Regions from separate parts of the Danio rerio genome. Here region 2 is linked to region 1. Evidence: chromatin contacts called from public Micro-C data. All regions are on one chromosome and are shown on one strand. The core of a region is the stretch at or near the end of the contact, and the rest is flanking DNA. Distances in the headings are between cores, read along the strand shown. Region 1 overlaps lekr1 (Leucine-, glutamate- and lysine-rich protein 1). Region 2 holds the start of tbrg1 (transforming growth factor beta regulator 1).

Region 1 (3,983 bases), core at 442-2,941:
ACAACTCTCAAAAATGTTTTTATTTTTTTTTTATCTGTGATGCAATGAATTAAGGCAGTTTTGGGGGCAAAATATTATCTAATAAAGCATTTATGTGGATTTAGAAAATTTATTTTATTATTTATTTATTTATTTTTTCATTTTAAATGGACCTTTATAGTAAATGTGTGTGTGTGTGTGTGTGTGTGTGTGCGTGCGTGCGTGCGTGCGTGTGTGTGTGTGTGATTTTGCTATATGGTCAAATTTGGGTTGATTCATTTGTATGTTGCAGTATCTTGTCATAACCACAAGATGACACTGTTTATCCAAATGATTGTAAAGTTTTTATTTTGTTTTTATTTGAATGGTTATGGCTTACAGCAAATTTGATATTTCAGAATAATCAGAATATGTTCTCAGAGATAAATAAAATATACATTTATAAAACAAACATTTGATATGTTCAATTATGCACTGCATAATTTTACATGAATTAATGCTTCAGTGTGGTGTGGCGTGTATGTGATCAGCCTGTGGCTCTGCTTATTGAAGCCCAGGCTGATTTTAAAGGGGATTTATGCGTCCTTAAATTTCACATTTATAATGCCTCCTAGTCACTGACATTATTTTTAGATTAAATGGTGTGAAACCTCTAATGGCAAGCACACCTTATTTATAAAGCACAATTTTACACAACCATATAGTTGATTCAAAGTGCTTTACAACAATAATAAAATAAAATATAAATTAGAATAAAAAATATAAGAAAAATTATATATGTAAAAGCTGAAATACAGGTAGAAAATAACATGAATGCAAGTCTTCAAAATTAGATTAAAAAGGATTCATTGATGATGTCCTGTTGTTCAGAGGGAGCTTTGGGGCTGTAACACTGAAAGCTTGATCACCTTTTGATTCGCTGTAAGACTGAGGGAGAGAAAAAAGAAACTGACCTTAATGGCCTGCAAGCTGTATTTGGCCATATATAGATGCATGACCATGTTTGTAAACATTCAGGATGCATCCGATGCTCGAGCAGGGAGGTGGCAGAAAAAACCAGTAGCGCCAGCATTTACAGCGAGGGAATGACCATAATTGAGTCCTTCAGGCTTGTTTGAAACCTAAAAGTAAGTGTGTTGGAGCAGGGTTGGAACTAAACTGGGCAGGGCTTCGGCCCTCCAGAAATTGAGTTTGACACCCCTGTTCTGAGACAATCGCGAAAACAGGCGCACTACCGCATTTTAGAATAAGGTCAATATATATATATAGATATATATTATATATGATATATGATATATATATATTATAGATATATAAATATATATATATATATATAGTTTGCTGTTGTATTAGAGATAAGTTATTTTGATTATATATATATATATATATATATATATATATATATATATATATATATATATATATATATATATATTATTTACATAATGCTTTCAGCGTGTTATAACAGCTTGTCACCCAGTGAAAGCACAGTGATTCGGCAAAATTTACATTGTACTCTTCAGTTTCAGATATACATACATATACACATATAGCATGTTTGGAATCTGAGAAGTGTTGAATTAATTTTTGTACTGGACTTATTTGACCACTAGATGGCAATGTTTCACCAGAAGATTGTAGCTGGCAACATCATAGAGGCAGGTTCTGGACCTCAGTCTTCTGTTTTGTTAGTTAAGGAAACTCCCTGATCTGCAGTGAGAATCTAACACACTCACTGTCACGGGTATTTTCCTGCGCTTACGTCAGCATCCATCTGCTCTGGAGTCATTCCAAATGGAGTTTCCCAGTATGGGGTTTTCAAGCACGTGAAGGCTGAGCAAATGTACCCGACATAACACTTTCCACATAAAATATTGCACGGGCTGTTTTGTTGAAAAAAAGTTTAATTTATACGTGTGTCCTCAACTGTATGATAGCCTCCAGTGAGTGTTTACATTTATACTTTACACTTGTGACCTACACTGAAAAAAGCAATAAGTGTATGTTACTTTCAAAAAAAAAAAAAATTTAACTTAATTTTATAATTATCCACATAGTCAGTTAACTTAATAGTTGTCAATTTGTAACTTTCAATACCATGGATATACTCATTTAATTAATGTAAAGTAAGTAATCAATTTTATTATATATTTAATATGTTTTAAATCCAGCAAATACAACATATCTCAGCATGTTCAATTTTCATGGTAAATTCGAGAAAACTATAGTAGTTGCCGGTTATGTCTCTCTCACCCGTCTGTGCAGTATTTCCAGTAGATGTCACTGAAGAAGAACAGACAATAAGAGACTTACTGACTCTTTATTGCAGTCATTAGCATGTCTTGGCTTGTTACTGTATATGCTTGGCAATACATCTTTTGATATGGTGTGTAGCTCTTATTTCTTAACCATGCTGAAAAACATATCCCATAGCTATAATCCAGGATGATAGTGCAAACATTCATCAAATTGTAAAAGTGCATTCATTATGGTGTTCTTTTGTCTTTCTTATGCAACATCAATAAGTTTATTTTAATCAATAGCTGAAATCCTTCATGACTGAGATCTTTTTTTGAAGATATGAACACCTCTACTATCTTACCGGGATGTCCACTGTTTTCTCTACCACACCTTTCTCAAGACTTTCACAGGGCTTCTTGCAATTGGTGGTCATGTCCTGGACTAAGGTCAGCATTGTATACACCTTCAAAAGACTGTTTTCATTTAGCTCTCTCTTTTTTTCTAACTTATTAATTAAACGACAATATAAACCTGACCAATTACAGAATCTAAATCACTTAATGGATTAGATGAAATGGATACATAAATAATAGTTGCAGGTAACCCTTTTGAGGTAACACTTAACTTGGAGTGTTCATAAGACAATTCGAACATATAATTATGAAATTACCTGAATAGGAATAAGATTTTATGCTTAATGACAAGGGCCATGAAACCCTCCCTGTCTCAGCAGGATGTTTTTTACACCTCTAGTTTGAAAAAAGTCTGGAAAATGGGAGAGTCCAGCTTTGTTTAGGGGAGAGTCGATTGGCGAAAGAGGGAAAGGTTTGCATGAAAAAGGGAATTTCATTACGTGCACATGGTGATAGACCATGACTACATTACATTGGACATCAGTAATGGAATTATTTGCCTTAATCTAAATAAGACAATAATATGATTGTTTACATGTGTTGCTTTCTGAATGTTTATTTCATGATCCCATTTTACATTATGGCAAATAGATCGATTAACATCATTGCGTTACCACGCTATACACATTTCCTCCGGAGTTTCATGTAATTTCAGGTGTTTCATCACTAATTTGTTGATTTTAACTGCAGTTTGGCACTTTCACTTTCCTTCAGCAATATTTCATGCATGCCCTCAATGACAAACAAAATACTGGATGCCAGGAACTGCTGGAAGAGTGTAGTTTTAAGAGGCGGAGTGTTATTCGGCATGGAATTTGATGCCACATGCCGAATGGGAAAAAAAAAAAAAACTCTGCATTTCTCGGTAGATGCAGAGAATAACATTAAACAGCCAAGTGTTTACAGACTATCCTGTCACAAAATGCGGCAAAAATCATACACGGCAAAAACTCTACATAGTGATAATAGTTTGATTTAAGGTGTTTACATGTTTACGTTGGGAGCAGCATTTACAGTGGATCTTTCAGTCCAAAATATTGTAGTGATACCACCGTAAACTTAGTAACTAAGTAATATTGACTAAGGTACTGTATGTCTTTAAAAAATGATAGAGTATTGCTGACAATATTAACTAACTTTGCCATCTGAATAAACATAAACAATGAACATTAATCGCACACTTACTAAATCCGTAAACAGGACAATCAACATGAACTGGAACCGGGTCTTTTTTTTTTTTTAAAGAAGATGAGTGGCAAATCCGGATTTCACCAATTGAAGATGCGAAAAGCTCTCGGGTAGAAAAAATGTTCCTTACAAACATATTTTTATCATGTGTTGGTAAATGCG
Region 2 (3,585 bases), core at 59-2,558, 300 kb after region 1:
TTTACATGTCATAATTAAATAGAAAATGATGCTTCAGAAAAAAACAAAACAAAAAGCGCTCTGGGGTAAGTTCAAATGTATGGTCGGTGCTCTTTGGGTAAGAGATTCATCAAATCTGCAACAAGAATCAGTCCAAGGCACTCGAGTAAAGTGAAAAAATTAAAAAGCCTTTATTCACATGGCTAGATCTCTAAAAACCAACGCGTTTCGGCAGAAGTCTGCCTTCTTGACTTTTACCCTGATGAAGGCAGACTTCTGCCGAAACGCGTTGGTTTTTAGAGATCTAGCCATGTGAATAAAGGCTTTTTAATTTATTCACTTTACTCGAGTGCCTTGGACTGATTCTTGTTGCAGAAAATGATGCTTATTTGTAAATAGTTCAACTTTTTGAGAAAAAAACAACCACCTCTTTCACCAAGCTGGCTACGAGCCTGACTTTGGTGGAAATATATTACTGGCAAAGACTGGTCACCCATTAATGAACTCACATTCTCATTGTAAAATCTGCAGTGCAACCGGTCCTCGGATGTGATGTTCTGACCAACTTCCACACATGCACATCCTGAACAACTTCCACTGAAACATCCTCAGTGAGGACTTTCATCCTGACTGTTTTTGCAGCTGCTCCGGAGGGCCCTCTGTGATCACAACCCAAATAGCTGTGATACTGATATAAGAATATAAACTGAAACAGTAGAAGCACAGATCTTATTATTATTTTAAACATAAAAGATCTTAAAATGTAAAAACAGGTTAGTTGAATCTATCTATCTATCTATCTATCTATCTATCTATCTATCTATCTATCTATCTATCTATCTATCTATCTATCTATCTATCTATCTATCTATCTATCTATCTATCTATCTATCTATCTATCTATCTATCTATCTATCTATCTATCTATTAAAAATTTGGTTTTGTTATACAAGGACTTGAAAAGAAAAGCTACAAATTTCTGCGGTTCGTACCAAGACTTGTTGAGAGTTCAGTCCAGTAGATGGCACTAACGCAAGCTCACGATAATGTGTGCTCTTTAAATAGGTCCCCCGCAAACAAAAACGAGCCAATTATTGTATAAGCGTTCCACTAAATCCTAAACCAAACATATCAGCAATTAAAGATCATATTCATTTTTTCATTTGCACAGCATGAGTACTCACTCCATAGTAAATATCGACTGAGATCACAGGCGACTTTAAACCGTGTCTTAATCCTAACGTTAAATAGGTGGAACGCGTGTTTCCTGTTTTTAGCTTAGCATCACCGATGCTGTATGTTTTTTCGTTCACGACACAGCAGTAAAACACTGATTTCACAGCTATGGATTCCCTGAACTTTGAGTCTGAGATGGAGGCGGATGGGCAGGGCAGTTACTCTCTGTTTCCAGCGCTGGACAGCATGAGCAGCCTGACTGGAGCCGCCGAGAGTCTTGACCCGTGAGTTTAATAAGAGGATTGATTGTTGCATTATTTTTCCAAGCTGTGTGATCTTACTTCACAAAAATGCTCCAAATCCAGTTCCTGGCGTCATGTTTAGGGCGTGGAAGAATTGCTAGGTTTGAAATTCAATTTAACTAACGTTATAGTCCCACGATAGGTGCCAGACTCAAATATCATCGCCCTCTGACTTTAATTTACGTTACCATGAAAAATGTTCAGAAGACAGTGCTGTAGTGCACGTCCCAAACATTCTAGTAAGATATTATAGCACAACAGCTAAAACATTGTGATAACCTTAGTGTTTTTTACTCAAGTTATCATGTAAAGAAAAGCACTTGAATGTAGTGAACCCTGAGTGCTACAAATACATGATGCCATCTGATGCCTACTGTAGTTTTACAATAAAAAAAAATAATTAAGTTCACCTAATAATGAAAATTGTTCTTCACTTCCAAACCTGTTAGATTTTTTTTTTTTCATCTGTTGAACTTTAAATATTTTGATGAAAGTTGAAATCCTGTAACGTTTGCCATTAACTTCCATAGTCTTTGTTTTTTCTGACTGCGGATGTCAGTGCCAGTTGTATTTAATGTTCAGCTTTTTATTTAGTGTTTAACATAAGAAAGGAGCTCATGAAAGTTACTAACCACTTGAGGATAAGTAGATTTTTATTTTTGGGTGAATCTTCCATCAAAAGCTGCAAGTATTGAGTTTAAAGGGGTCTGTCTCAATAAAAAAAAAAATAGATCTGTCCCTCTTTTATGAAAAATAATGCTTTTACACTTTTACATTTCTTATTGTATTTGGTTTTGAGCAATTAACTGCATGTTATTTACAGTCCAGTTTAATTATATTAAAGATGATAAAATAAATGTGGGGCGTCATGGTGGCGCAGTGGGTAGCACCATCGCCTCACAGCAAAAAGGTCCCTGATTCGAGCCCCGGCTGGGTTAGTTGGCATTTCTGTGTGAAGTTCTCATGTTCTCCCCGTGTTTGCGTGCGTTTCCTCCGGTTACCCCCAAAGTCCAAAGACATGCATTATAGGTGAATTGAATAAGCTATAAGCTAAATTGTCCATAGTGTATGTGTGTGAATGCAAGAGTATATGGGTGTTTCCCAGTGTTGGGTTGCAGCTGGAAGGGCGTTCATTCATTCATTCATTCATTTTCTTTTTGGCTTAGTCTCTCTGCTGCGTAAAACATGCTGGATAAGTTGGTGGTTCATTCCACTGTGGCAACCCCTAATTAATAAAGGGACTAAGCTGAAATAAAAATAAATGCATGAATGAATAATATTAAATGTAATTACTTTTACTTTTGTGTCATCCTGTAGTATAATAGTCAATACTTAAGTTTATGTGTACATTATGCACACCAAAGAATATTAAACCCTTATGATTTAAGAACTTTTGAGCATTTTTTGGAAGGGGTGTTTAAATTAGTAGCATAATTTATTTATTAAATTTAATCAATTGAAATAAAAAATCTATTAAATTTATTATGTCGTTAATTTAATGGTATTTATGCTACTCTTTAACACCAAGAAGAAAGCATGTCTAAGGTCATTTTGAACCATAGTAGTTTTTAATGTTCTGTTTGTTTATCACCTAATTCACACTTATTTATTCATGGCATTTGTTAATAAAAATGACCCAATGTTTTAATTTGTGCATTGTCAATACTTGATCATGAACCATGATTTCTAAACAAGAGCTGGAGTGGGTTTGTGTGAAGTGTTTTAATTATACTGCTGCTGTGTTTCAGTGAAACCCCCAGCGAGGTTGCAGATAAACCAAACCTCACATGGCTCGATGCTGCTCAGGTAAAAATAATCTTTTTTTTTTAAATTATGTTGTGGTTAATTGACACCAATTTCCTGTCATCAATTCAATAACTTTTCTTATTTTCAAGATTGTTTTGGAAGAGGCTGGACGGCCCATGCACATCAAAGAGATCAAGCAGCGGATCATTGATCGCGGACTGGTGCAGTCAAAGTACAGAAACAGTTTAAAAATGAATAAATATTGCCATGTTTACATTTTTTTCAGTTCATATTTATATTTGGGATGCACCAAAAGTAATATTTAACTGATATACATTTTTGGCTGATTTTGATACCAGTATTTGTCACTTGCTCACTTTAA

What was found. Hi-C and Micro-C count contacts between places; a contact is called where the count stands out from the background.
Region 2: a contact with region 1 is called in a Micro-C map of caudal fin, with 20 times the contacts expected there. The contact joins the promoter of tbrg1 here to the enhancer-like site in region 1. A contact is called at or near these places in 5 of 18 Hi-C or Micro-C datasets (caudal fin, embryo and an unstated tissue) and 2 of 4 datasets of contacts at active chromatin or transcription factors (caudal fin and embryo).

Annotation. Positions count from the first base shown.
Region 1 is chr18:37,846,845-37,850,827 of GRCz12tu, forward strand. The region is part of intron 12 of lekr1 (Leucine-, glutamate- and lysine-rich protein 1); the gene reads left to right. Among named protein-coding and RNA genes, the nearest start is that of si:ch211-195m9.3, 170 kb to the right of the region's middle. Within about 2 kb of position 1,692, at least 19 of the 62 cell types and tissues checked have an H3K27ac peak or open chromatin away from gene starts, as enhancers often do. A contact at or near this core is called in caudal fin, where this site is marked.
Region 2 is chr18:38,148,101-38,151,685 of GRCz12tu, forward strand. It overlaps tbrg1 (transforming growth factor beta regulator 1), which reads left to right and starts at 1,309. Exons shown (of 14, transcript NM_001114446.1): 1 at 1,309-1,439; 2 at 3,206-3,263; 3 at 3,353-3,435. The coding sequence starts at 1,324. LOC141378749 (a long non-coding RNA gene) reads right to left here and starts at 1,674. Exons shown (of 4, transcript XR_012394046.1): 1 at 972-1,674; 2 at 489-685.